2 separate regions of the Mus musculus genome follow, and region 1 is linked to region 2. A link is a contact called in public Hi-C data. All regions are on one chromosome and are shown on one strand. Each heading gives the region's core, a stretch centred on a gene start, on an enhancer-like site or on the middle of the called end of the contact. The rest is flanking DNA. Distances are from core to core; before and after follow the strand shown.

Region 1 (6,691 bases), core at 3,174-5,673, 100 kb before region 2:
AGCTTCTTCCCATATTTAAATAGAGAAGTGTAAACATAAGAACATGAGTATACAGTAGTTTTATTTGATCCCAGGCTGACCCTGCTATAGATATCAGTGAAACCACAGGCTTTACTTTTTTAAAAAGCCTTGGTTTTATACTTAATAAAGAAGAGAACCATGAGAATTACCTTTCTGAGCCCGAGTGAGCTCCTCAATACCAATGGTGAAATCCTGGGGTAAAAGGGAAGATCCTTGAACAAACCCTAGTAGAAAAGACACACTCCACCCTACTACAGAGGTGAGGAAATGCCAGGTGTTCTCTCTCCAGCAGTCTGGCACTTAGTGTTTTTAATGAGAATGAGTGGGTATACTGAAGGGTTTTTCAGCCTACCACTGCATCTTAGGATTTAGCAAACTTCATGCCTGTGCTTTTAACAAACACATAAGCATCAGTACAACTCCAAATGACTTAGTAGAGCTTCTAACTAGTTTTGAAAGTGCTTACCTCATACAAAAATAAATACAAGTTTTGCAAGCAGGTGTCTTTATAAGACTCAAGAGGTCTTAAAGATGACACCAGAAGAGTTAGAAGCTTTAAGGAGAAGTCTAACATTTCTTTACTGTAGACGTTATGCTGTCCTAAACTTCAAAGGTGTTTACTACAGTCAAAAAAGAGATCTTCTTTCCAAGGACAGGGGAGACAAATCAGTCATTAAGTCATTCTTAAGGACTTAAGAATGAAGTCTTGAGTTTGGATCAGCAGCAGCCATTAAGAAGCCACATGGCTGTAATCCTAGCACTGGGGAGGCAGAGACAGAAGGACCCCTGGAGCTCACTGGCAATCTAGTCTAGCTAAATCAGTGAGCTCCAGGGGTAATGAGAAACTTTGCCTCAAAAAATAAGTGTGCAGTATAGGCCGCTGCTGTTGACCTTTGTTGTGAACTAGAGGTGGAAAGTCAGTTTCTATTTCGAAGATGCCATGAACTTCAGAATCTGGACCCAGAGCTGGACTTTATTATTTGAAGGCCACCTGCCTGAAGACTGGTTTTCATGGTATTAAAAAGCACCACGCAAGTTGCCAAGGAAGGGAAGCAACCAATAATTCTACACAGTGATAATGTCTATAAACTACAACAACAACCAGCGTGACACAATAATCCTAAGGGTGAAGTAGTGGCACACATACCTTAGCAGTGGCCAACAGCTCTCTAATTACACTTAAGGTCTGCTCAACAAGAGGGCAGTCAAGTCATGCCTGGTACTGGAAGCATACCCAGTGAAGTTATGGATCTTGGAGAAGTACCTACAACTGCCACTTAAATCAACACTTAACTGCAATATGCCCAGTGTTTTGTTTTTGAAACAAACAAACTCCCAAACATTTGATTTACCAGTGAAGACTCAGGAGCCAGATTCTGAGGTGAAAGCCTGCTAGCTCAGAGAGGCAGAGAAAGCACCCAGCTAACCTTCCTTCCACCAACGTAAACCAGCACAAACCCTAACTACAAACCAAATATTTGTCCCTATAGCCACAGATAAGTTTATTCCTAGACTCTCATCAAGGAAACTTGTCTTTGCAGAGAATGGAAGCCACAATTTATCAAAATTCTGACTTGTGGGGTTCAGTCTCTCCTGATTCATCTACAACACAACTCCTATACCTAAGGCTTAGAGATCCTTTCAAACATGAGGTATGAAGGCAAGATAATAAGAGTTAGATGAACAGGCAGTTTGCTATGAGATTGTGTCTTCTAGTTTGCCAGGAAACATTCATGAATCCCAAAAAGACCACCAAGGAGCCAATTCCGATGTAATTGCACTAGGGTCTCTTTATTCAAGCTCAAACTTGGCCCACACCACCATCTCTGATACAGGAGAACAGGAGGGGGCATCGAGTCCAGTTTCAGGCAAGCATTTAAAAAGGTAAGATGGGGTGTTATCTAGCCTGGTACACACCTGATTGGGGGGCCATTACAGACCTTTAACATAATTGGCTGCTGCTGGGAGCCAAGCCATAAACTTACCTTCTGTTTTCCTCCTGATTGGTGGTTGTTAGGAAGTGAAGTGTCAGGGGCGGGCTTGTAACCTGCAGGTGCAGATTTGATGGGGAGTAACCTGGAAGCTGGTGCTAGACAAAGGTCTTATGGGGGGGGGGGCGCTAGAAACTGGTGCTGGGTACTGGCCTGTTAGTTAACGTGTTCAACCTTAGGTCAGTTTCTCTAAGATGGAGTCTGAACCCAAAAGATCTGGTCCCTCACTAGAAGTGTAGAGAAGCTACACTCGTAAAGTCTCATCAACATGACTGCCTGACTATGAGCTAAACAAAAATGACACCAAAAAGACATGCTAACATAGAAGAGGCTAATAAGGCCTCAACCCAAGATGAATAACTACAGGTAACTAAGGAATGCTGAGAGTGGAGAAATAATCTTCCCCAAGGAAGAACATATTAATTGACTATCAATACCAAATGCACAGTCCTAAACATATATATGCCATATTATTACATATGAATACATTACACATTATGATAGATATATCATACATTATATAGACTGAGTTACAATAGATAGACTGAGCTATTGCAAGATATTTGATCACATTGTGAACCCCAAGATTGTGAACTGGAAAAACCTGTTTCTTGTTGTGCTGTGGCTCAGCTCTAGCACACACTTTTAAACCACAGAGCTTGATTAAATAAAGTCAACCCTAGGCAGGGCAAGCAACGAGCTGAAAGGGTGAACATAAGGAAGTAGAAAGGAGAGGCATTGCGTTGAAGGGTATTTAATACAGTATGGAGAAGGAGAAAGGGTTTTTTCCTTCTGGGATATTGGTGGAGGAGGGATAGCTGGGTGTTTTCTCTGCCTCTCTGAGCTAGCAGGCTTTCACCTTAGAATCTGGCTCCTAAGTCTTCATTGATAAATCAAATGTTTGAATTTTTTTCTTTTTAAAATAAACAACACTGAGAATGTTGCAGTTATATATTTAGGGACACACACACACACCAATAAAGATGGCATAAATCTGAATGAGAGCAGCAGGGTTGGGCTGGGGGATTACATGAGAGGAGATGTAAGAAGGAAAGGAAAGGGGGGATGATGTAATTATAATCTCAAAAAATGGAAATATTATTTAAAAAGTTGAAGAGAAACAGCAGAAGACACCTGGCATTGACCTCTGACTTTCACACACATCCATGAATGCACCAGCATACAGACATGCATGCAGCAGAAACATGAATCACACACACAAAGATCCTTTAATTTTTGTTTACTCAGTTACTTAGCATGAAGCAAAGACTGTTCGGACCACATTAAAGTATGAACTCGATACCTACAACCATCTTTACAGGTAGCTGCTATTCTTTACATGTGAGAAAGCAGAATCATGAATGTTTCAGTAACTATCTAGAGATAATTGATCTGTAACTGGGCAGAACCGGAACCCTGGCATTTTGGCTATATTACATCATGAAATTATTATGTTGGGGTTTTTGTATAGTTAACTACTAAATACATTTTCTACTTTCATTATTAATGAAAATGTTGAGTTCAATCTAGGCAAGTGCTGATTATTAAGGCTCTGCATGCATGGCATTTAAACTAGCCCAGTCTTTAATTTGGTAGCATTAGTCAACTATCAGCTAGCATTTTCACTTCACAAGACCAAGGACATATTGTCCTTTGGGGACAGTGGGTTACAAACTAAAGTTATAAGAAGTAAGCTAAACATTATTTCAAACACATCTTAAGACTGCAATACAAGAGGCCAGGCACAAATTCTCAGAACCTACAAGGGACTTGTCAGAGATTAGTTAAAAGAAATTGGAAATAAGTGATTTGTCTGGTAGACAAATGCCTCCCTTCTGTGCTGCTTCTCAGGTGGAGAGTTCATCTTTGGTCAGGGTAATATAGGTAGACAGGTTTCCAATAGATAACCTCAGACTGGGGAATCAAAGTTCTCCAATGCACATTTCAAAGGTAACAAAGACAAAGCCCACACAGCCTCCCTCATCTGTAGCCAGAGCACTTCTGGCTGTGGACCTGCTTCATTGTGCCTGGGCCATTCCAGCACTGTGGCTGCTGTTGCCATGGTGTCAGGGACCCTCCATGTGGGCTGCTTTCAATAACCAGCAGCTGCTCACTTCAGAGAGAGCAGGATGGTAGCCCAGTTCTGAATGAGCGTCCACCACCCCTGGGCTTCATCCTGACCTGAATATTGTTATGCCATTGAATTTCCTTTTATTATTTATTCTGAGATATCAACTTTCCTTGAACTTTTCCTCTCTGTGCTGAGGATGGTCAGATCACAGAACTCCCCTTCTTTTTTGCAAAAGTGTGTGTGTTTGTGTGTTTTTCAACAATTCCTGAGGTATACCCTTGGCTTTCACACATGCTTTCACACACACACACACACACACACACACACACACACACACACACACACACTACCCCTTTGCTTCGCTGTATGAAGGCACAGGGCAAATTTACTGAGTTGATTCATTCCAAGAAAGTCTAGGTAGTGCTCCCAAACGTACTGTGACTCTCAATGAAAAACACATTCCATCTGTTGTGTAAAAATCCAGGGCTGGAATGAAAAACACCACCCTTTAATTACGTTATTTTGACCCCAGTCATGGGGTCTGTACTTAATGCTAAACACATTCTAATTAATAATGCCTCATGCCTGCCCCCCTTAGTTTACACATAGTCTAAGTATGAGGAATGGGAAAGGATAAAAACCACTATGAACTCTGACCTTTTCCCCACAGAGATGGCGGAAACGTTGTTCTTGAAAAGCATGGGGGTTCTACTCTGCTCGAGCTACAATCTGCACATTTCGCTTTGAAAACAATCGGAATAATTTAGAAATAAGCCTCACAGTGCTTTTGGTTTGTTTATCAGTTGTTAGTAAGGACTGTCAGAGAGAAATGTTTGCAGGCACGCTATCCAAAAAGGCTGACAGAATCCAGAACTTGCTTGGTATTCAAAGAAGGACCCATCCAGCATTACCCTGCACAGTATATAATTACTTGCATATCAGGAGCCAAAAAGGGGAACACAGTTCTGTAAGTGTGTGTTTACACTGAAGAGTATGAGAAGCAAAACAATCCGGCAACATTTTTCATCCGCAGCATCTGGGAATAATTAATTTGCTTGCTATGCTGTACACAGCAGGGAGCGGAGACCGTTGTCCAAATCTGCATTTGGGCCTTTTGCTTTACTCCAAAGCTTTCTGCTTTCGGGTTTGGTACTGTGGCTAATTTCAATAAATCTTTTTAAATTTTTATCCCAAGTGCTAAAACAAGGAGAATCTTCTGCTTACAATTTCCTCATCATTTTGGGTTGTATTTCAAAAGCTGCCCTTCAGATGCCTCTCTCTCTTCTTCCTCTGTAGTTTAATGCCAGAAAAAGCTCTTGAAACTGAGGCTTATAAAATGCAGTAGTGTTTTTGTTTAGAGAGATTCTTATTTTACATGTATATGGGATGTGTGTGTGTGTGTATGTATGTGTGTGTGTATGTGTGTGTGGCATGCCTACATGAATATATGTCTAACATGTGGGGGGCAGTTGCCCATGGAAGCCTCTGGAACTAGAGCTATGGGTGATTTGTGGGCACCCCATGCCATGTCAGTGCTAGGAGCCCAACCCAAGGCCTCTGCGTGTGCAGCAAGTGCTCTTAACTGCAGAGCTATTTCTCCAGCCCTATGCTGTAAGGATTTTACATATCTTCTCAATATATATTAGAGTCCTGAAAAGGGTCCTCTGGGATGTAGACTGTATCTTGTTCCATTTCATAAATTTTAGATTGGAACATTGAGGATTATTATTTTAAAAAAATCCACATAAAGTTTTGTGACAAGTTCTAAGAGTTTGTATTAGATGTTATGTTCCTTGTGACTTTTTATGAACCTAAGAACTCAGCTTACCCCAGGGCCTCATCCTCTCTGGAGAGCCTTCTCAGATTTCTCCCTAGCTATATGAGAATGAAGCTCAGCTAGCACTCTGACTTTTGTTTATTCAGGATTTCAAATACGAAGAACGCGTGTGTGTCCTCTTGTTGCTGGCTACGTGCTATAAGCATTAGGCAGTGCTGAAGTTTTCTATAGCACTTTGAAAGCAAGTGCACATCTCATGGCATCCAGCAGTTTCCTTTGAGTCCTGGGTAGAAGCAGATGAGGAGCTCACTAGTGCAGCCATGCTCGGCTCTCGAGGCTCACTGTGCTTTGCTTCACAACCACGTCAGACCATTTGTGCCCTGTACTTTGGGCTCACTTGGAAGAAATGAATGTCCTAGAGCTTCGTGGTGAAAAATTGAGTTCTAGAAGGGATTCTGTTTGTGTGAAGTTTCTACTCATGAGGAGTTAGAGAGGATGCGATCTGAAAGGCATTGGGTGATGTAGGGCTGAACTGGCCTCAGCAGACAGGAGAATCCAGAATTGCTCTGGCTGGAAAGCAAGCTGCTGATAGGGTGACTCTGCACACAGCTGACTGGAAAGGGTTTGCTTTTTTGGAAGCACTTTATGGGTGTTCTAGGCAGGATGCTTAACAGAATACTGTCAACCAGATGGTTTGTAAACAATAGAGATTTTATTGCTTCAGTTTTGGAAGCTGAGGAATCCAAGGTCAAGGTGCCAACAAATTTAGGTTCCTCCTTCATAGATAGCGCCTTCTTGCTGCAGTCTCCCATAACAGAGCAGAATGTGCTA
Region 2 (6,387 bases), core at 2,287-4,786:
TGTCTGCTCAGCTAGGCCTAGTCCTGGAAGCTTCTAGCCTTCATAAAATCTAATGTAGTCTGGAATGTTTTCAGCCTCTGAGACTTGCTGCTAAATAAGCTTATTCTTTCTAGCTCTTTCTGATTTCTGGATGGCTGGTTCAGCTCAGCTGTTCTTCTCCAAGCTGACAGAATCAATCTGGCTTCTCTCTCAGCCTCTAACTTTTTGTTCTGCTTGGTCTCAAACTAACTCTGGCAATCTGTTCTAATCTTTTGGCTCTTTCTTATTCTCTGACTCCTTCTGTCCTTATCTGTGTCTAGCTTGTTCTCTCTCTGCAACTTGTCTCTGTCCAACTGCCCCTTTCTTTGTGCTGCTCTCTCTGAAGTAGCTTCTTTCCTCTCTCTTCTCCTGAGAGAAAGATCCTATTCTGTCAAATCTTTCTCTGATTCATCACTTTGTCTGTCACTCAATTAGACATCACTTTCAAACAGCGGTGCTTCCTTCTACAAACTAACTTTACCTTCATTGTCTGGGATTAAAGGTGTGTCTAAGGACATTTCTGTTTTCAAGCCAGAGGGATTAAAGGTGTGTGGTAAAGGCATTTCTGTACTCTAGCCAGAGTGATTCAAGGTGCTAAGGCTGAGCCACACTACAACTAAAAACAGGTTTTTTCATTAAATAGCATAATCTCAGGGTTCACAATGGGATCACATATCTTGCAGCAGGAGACAGAGGAAGGGAGAGTGGAGGGAGAGGAGGGCGTTTTGCTTTGTTTTCAATGTCAGGTTATTGTTGTCTGTTGGTGCTGGGACTCAGATTAATGATCTTTGATAGAAATTGTCATCCCCATTACCTGGTCACTGTTCCCAGTGTCTCACTCTGGGAACATTTCATAATTGAACTACCATCAGACTCATCATATATTTGAATAAGTCTTTATGCAAACAATTCATCATTTCACCTTTGTGTGTGTGCGCGTGTGTGTGTGTGTATTACGTTCAGGTTCTGTCCTACAGAAAAAACACCCACTAGCATTTATCTTATTTTGCTTCTTCAGATCTTTCCTCTTTACATTATAAATACATTATCTTTGTGTATGTGTAAACATTTACACATTATTACGTGTGTGTGTGTGTGTGTGTGTGTGTGTATTTCTGTGTGGGTTTGGATACTGAGCACAGGTAGTCAGGCTTGGCAGCAGCTGTCCTCTCCTGCTGGTCCTAGATGGATCTTCAGTGATGGTTTGGCTGGGCATAAGCTCTAGGGGAGCAGCTGCCTTCCTCCTGCACTTGCAGATCTGAACTTCATTGTCTCTGGGATTGTTGTTGCTAATGAGACGTTTAATTACTTCTGCCATTTTAATGACTTGTTTGTCAGTGACTTTGTTTTCTCTCTTTATTCTATGATCTTTCTATATTTCTGCCCCTCTGCAGTTTAGTTGTAATGTATGTAGTTGCAGGTTTATTTGTGCTTTGAGGCATAAGTACATAATTTTCATTTCTAGTAATGAGAATTTACCAGGTCTTCACACATGCTAGACAAATGCTCTAGTCTCTTTTCACTTTTCCTTTTGAGCTGGAGTTTCGCTGGTCAGGGCTGGGTTGATCTTCTGATCCTGTATCGCAGTCACGGGAGCACCTAGCATTGTAGGCTTGTGTCACCAAGCCTGGTGTGGGAAGCATTTTTAACTATGTTTTTTAAAAAAATGAAACTGTAAGTAAGATAGCTGATAATCATATTCTACTTGTTTTCCAGGAACTTGAAGGGAAACCTTGTTTAAGTAGCTAAAGATGTCTTATTTTATTTGACTTTCCATTAGTAGACAATAAGGAAGAGGGTTCTGTGGTCTCGGAGGGTCTCAGTTACAGGCTGGGCTCTGTCAAGAGTTTTGCTCAGTTATTTATCTTTGGCAGTTTTTTGTTTTTTTGTTTTTTGTTTTTTGTTGTTTTGTTTTTTGGTTTTTTGTTTTTTTAAATAAGATTGTAAGATACAGGTAGTATTTTGTACTGTGCAGATTTTTTAGCACAGAATTGCTTTGTGAGGGTAATTAGGTGGTTATGAAAACATTTGAACTATCCACTGTACGCATTGTTTAGAAGATGCAAAGTTGTGTCACCCATGATGCCTGTAGAATGTTTCTTTCTCGAAGTTGAAAGGGATAATGTGTGAGAAGTGAGGCACTGTAGGAGGGCTCAGATATGGGCTAACTATTGCATTTCATTTGGTTAGCCTCTCGAATTGATTTGGTATTACTTTTAAAGAAAAGTTTCTAGAGGAAATACTAGTTACTTCAATGAGATCATATCTGAATTTAGCATCTACTGTACTTAGGAATAGAACTGGAGCTTAACTGCTTTGTGGAATCTAAAGTAGTAAACACTTTTGTCCTTTTTTGTGTGTCTGCGTGAGGGGTGTACATGAGGGTCTTATGCACATGTGCTCGCTCACCTGCATGCTCGAGTGGGAAGCAGAGGCCAGTTTTTGGGGTCTTTATCTTAGTTTTTACACAGGCTTCTCATGGAACCTGCACTCATCATTTTGACTAGGCTGGCTGGTAGCTCCTGGAATCCTCCTGTCTCTGCCCTTACCTGGAGTTCCAGGACACACTGCCACATCCAGGTTTTAATCTCAGTGCTAGGGATGGAGATCGGGTTCCTGTGCTTGTGTGGAAAACTTTTCACTTGTGGAGTCACCCCAGGCCACTTTTGTCCTTTAAAGGTACTAGAACTAAACTTTAATAATCTTGTTTAAGATGAATTATACTTAATTTCTTTCTTTGTTTTTTAATTTGATAGGCAACCAGATAAACTGGTGGTTGTTTGGACAAGAAGAAGCCGAAGGAAGTCTTCCAAGGTTAGTCTCCTCTGAACAGTCACCACTTAAAAATTTGTCGAGGAAGAGCTCAGTGTTCTTAACGAGTGGCCAACTTTCTGAGTTCATGCTGGATTGCAGGGGAGGAGGAGTGGACTTTTTTGAAGATTTTGATTTGTTTTTCTTTGTACTGATAGTATCATACATGGAGACTAGAATAGAATTTTAAACATCTTGTTCTGTAGATAATTTTATTTTCGTAAGCATACAGCTGTATGCATATTTATTAGAGGTTAGTTTGTTTTCCTATAGATAGACTGCTATTAAGAAAAGTTTGTTAGATGATAATTGAAATTTTAAAAACTTACTAAAAGTACCCTTTCAAGGTGGTTTTGTTTGTTTTTGAGACAGGGCTCATTTTGTATTTTAGGCTGACTTAGAATTTGTGATCTTCCCTTTTGTGCCTCCGAAGGGCTGGGATTACAAGTGTGTGCCATTATATCTGGCCTCCAGTTTTATTTTTATTAAGCTAAAACTTAAGGGTGCAAAATTCATCAAACCTTAGTTATTCAAGACACCATGACCATGGCAACTCTATGAAAGAAAGCATTTAAATTGGGGCTTGCTTGTAGTTTCAGAAGTTTAGTCCATTATCATCATGGCTGGGAGCCTGCTGGCAAGGACATAGTGCTGGAGGAAGAGAGGAGAGACACTGAGCTGGGCTTGGCCCTTTGAAACCTCAGAGCACCCCTGCCCTGCATTGATGCACTTCTTCCAACAAGGCCAGGCTTCCCAGTCCCACCCTGAGCTGCTCCCTGGTGACTAAGCACTCAGATATGTAAGCCTATAGGCCATTCTTATTCAAGCCACCACAGTTTACATACATAATAAATATGATGTATATATTCTGATACTTGCATAAATAGTACTCCTGTCAAAGTATAGATTGCTATCAGCATAACATTTTTGTGTCTTTTCCAGGCAATTTCCAGCCCTCAGAGGCCATCACTATTTTGATTTTTCTGTCAATAAAGACTAATTTACCTATTTTTGAATTTCATGCAAAAATATTACAGTAGTATATTTGTATAGCACTGTATATTTGTATAATAGTGTTCTATATAATTTTACATAGTAAAACTGTTTTATGTGTGGTCTTCTTTGCCTAGCATCATGTTTTTGCAATGTGTTCATGCTTTGTTTTCATTTGTAGTTTATTGCTTTATTGCTGAATAGTATTCCATTCTGTGAATATACTACAAGTTAGTTAATTACTCAGTCCCCTGAGTATATAGTCTTTTTTTTTTTTTTTTTTTTTTTTTACTTCTGTCAGTGTTAACTGCTAGAATCCTTGTTTAAGTAGGTAGAGAGTGATAGGGAAGATACCTGGCCGCAGCCTTTAGCCTCCTTACATGTATGCCCATACAACTTTGCATAGTATTGTTTCCCAACACACCCACTAGAGTATGTGTGCACACTCAACACACATACATATACATGCACACATACCAGAAATTGCCAAACACCCCTGCCAGCAATATAGGGGCCAGCAATATAGGAATTGAAGCTGATTCACATCATGAACAGTATTTTTTCAAGACACATATCTGTAGTTTGGGGGCATTATAATGTGAATACTGTCTTATTCACATGTGAGGAGGAGTTCTAAGAATGGACACAGTACTTCTCATTGCATCTACAGCTTTTGTGGAGTTGGCCAGAATAAAGTTGTCCTTTAAGTGTAATAGAGGGATGTGACTATATCAGTAGTCTTTAGAGTGGACACTGTAAGCACTTTATTTCATTTGACACTTAGCTAGCAATTATTCTATAAGAGTTATGGAATACAATAAATATAATAAAATACTTTAGGTTGTAGGTCACTTCAGAATATACTCATCTTTGATAGTAAATAAACTTTGTTTATTTAATGGCATATGACAATTGAAAGAATTTTTATGAAAGATTCTTTCTTATATGGTACCAGATCCTGTTTGAGTCTAGGTAATAAAATATAAACTTGAGGCTACAGATTAATTTTCTTAGAAGGTAGTGTATTCTAGAAGAAATTACTTTTTATTCTATTTATTTCTTAGTTTTAATGTTCTTTGAGATCTTCCTTTATACAGTCAGCTCTCTGTATTTAGGAGTTACCCAGTCTGGTCTTTGTGAAACCTGTCTCAAAGGAAAAAAAAAAAAAAGGAAAAAAAAAAAAGCACCAGTCTTGAACATATCTAAAACTTTCCTCATTATTCCCTAAACAGTATAGTAGAATAAGAAGTACTTACACAGCCCCCATGTTATAGTATGTGGGTATTTTAAATGTCTAGAGATGATTTAAAATGCAGGGGAACAAGTGCACAGGTCATATAGAAACAGTACACCATTTATACAAATCTTAAGCATCTGTGGGTTTTGTGTACAAGGACAATCCTGGAATCCTGACCCTCAGAGGTTACTGTACTTTAGAATTTATGTTTTTTTTTTCTTGGAACATTGGAGGTGGATAACAGTTTATGAGAACTGATATGTTAAGCTTATAACAGCATATATATGTGTGTGTGTGTATAGATAGAGTGTACATTTATGGAAATGTTTTATAAATTATGTATAATAGCTAAATAAGGAAATTTAAAACTGACACTCAGATAAGTCATTATACTGACTGTTAAATTAGGTAGTACATAATAAGGCACATTTGCCTTTTTAATTTAAAGCTTAATTCCCAGTTAATTGCTCATTTTCTGTTGGTACATGCATATTTTATAGCTAACTATTTAGAGAGCTCATTGCAGATTCATTTGGTTAAAATAATTAGTATGGGCAATTAACACAATACTACGCTTTCCTACTTTCTCGAGTAATGACAGTTATAACACAGACTTTGTCAAGCTATAATTGATTTGTAAATATATAGACATAAATAACTTTTCAGTATATATGATAGTTGCAGCTGGGCAGTTGTGATAAAACAGAAAAAATATGGCATATTAATTTTTACTTGTCTAAATTCCTGTTTTCTAACTAGAAATTGAAGTTCACAGAGAGGTTTAAGAATCCCAAAGAAACCAGAGCTTTAAAATCCTTACCAGATTTTTGCTGTTCCTATCACCTCCCATAGCTTTGTGTGGTGACTGAGCCTTTCAGATGTGTGCCCTCACAACCTGCCTGTGGAGAGTTTACTTAAATGGAGGTTGTGTTAGCAACAGTAAAATTGTTTAATAGATGGCATATTAAACATATGGGTATATGCACTTCTAAAATTTGTAAAATACCAGTTTAATGGAGTATAATATGGAACTTTTAGTGAACCTTTTTGCTCTGAATGTTTGTATATGTTTGATTTAAAATACCTGTGAGCAATTGTTCTGCACAGTGAATGTGTTCACAATGCATGTGGAGGCCTGAGGTCACATAGGACATTTTCCAGGATTATACTTCATTTTGTTTATTGAGGTAGGATCTCTTGCTGATTGAGTTAGTCTAGGCCTGCTCCAGGGTTCTCTTCCCAAGTTCCTAGATTCCAGGCAGGTGCCACATCCTTTGGGCATTTACCTAGGTGCTGGCTTGCTGAATTCTCAGGTCTACACTCTTGCA

The links. Hi-C and Micro-C count contacts between places; a contact is called where the count stands out from the background.
Region 1: a Hi-C map of uterus shows a contact between it and region 2. The contact joins two enhancer-like sites. A contact is called at or near these places in 2 of 484 Hi-C or Micro-C datasets (nephron progenitors and uterus) and 3 of 9 other capture datasets (adipose tissue, liver and pancreatic islet).

What each region holds. Positions count from the first base shown.
Region 1 is chr11:22,346,148-22,352,838 of GRCm38.p6, reverse strand. No RefSeq gene overlaps it. Among named protein-coding and RNA genes, the nearest start is that of Ehbp1, 63 kb to the right of the region's middle. Within about 2 kb of position 4,423, at least 85 of the 459 cell types and tissues checked have an H3K27ac peak or open chromatin away from gene starts, as enhancers often do. A contact at or near this core is called in uterus, where this site is marked.
Region 2 is chr11:22,244,415-22,250,801 of GRCm38.p6, reverse strand. Ehbp1 (EH domain binding protein 1) reads left to right here. Exons shown (of 25, transcript NM_153078.4): 3 at 2,775-2,832. Among named protein-coding and RNA genes, the nearest start is that of Ehbp1, 39 kb to the left of the region's middle. Within about 2 kb of position 3,536, at least 32 of the 459 cell types and tissues checked have an H3K27ac peak or open chromatin away from gene starts, as enhancers often do. A contact at or near this core is called in uterus, where this site is marked.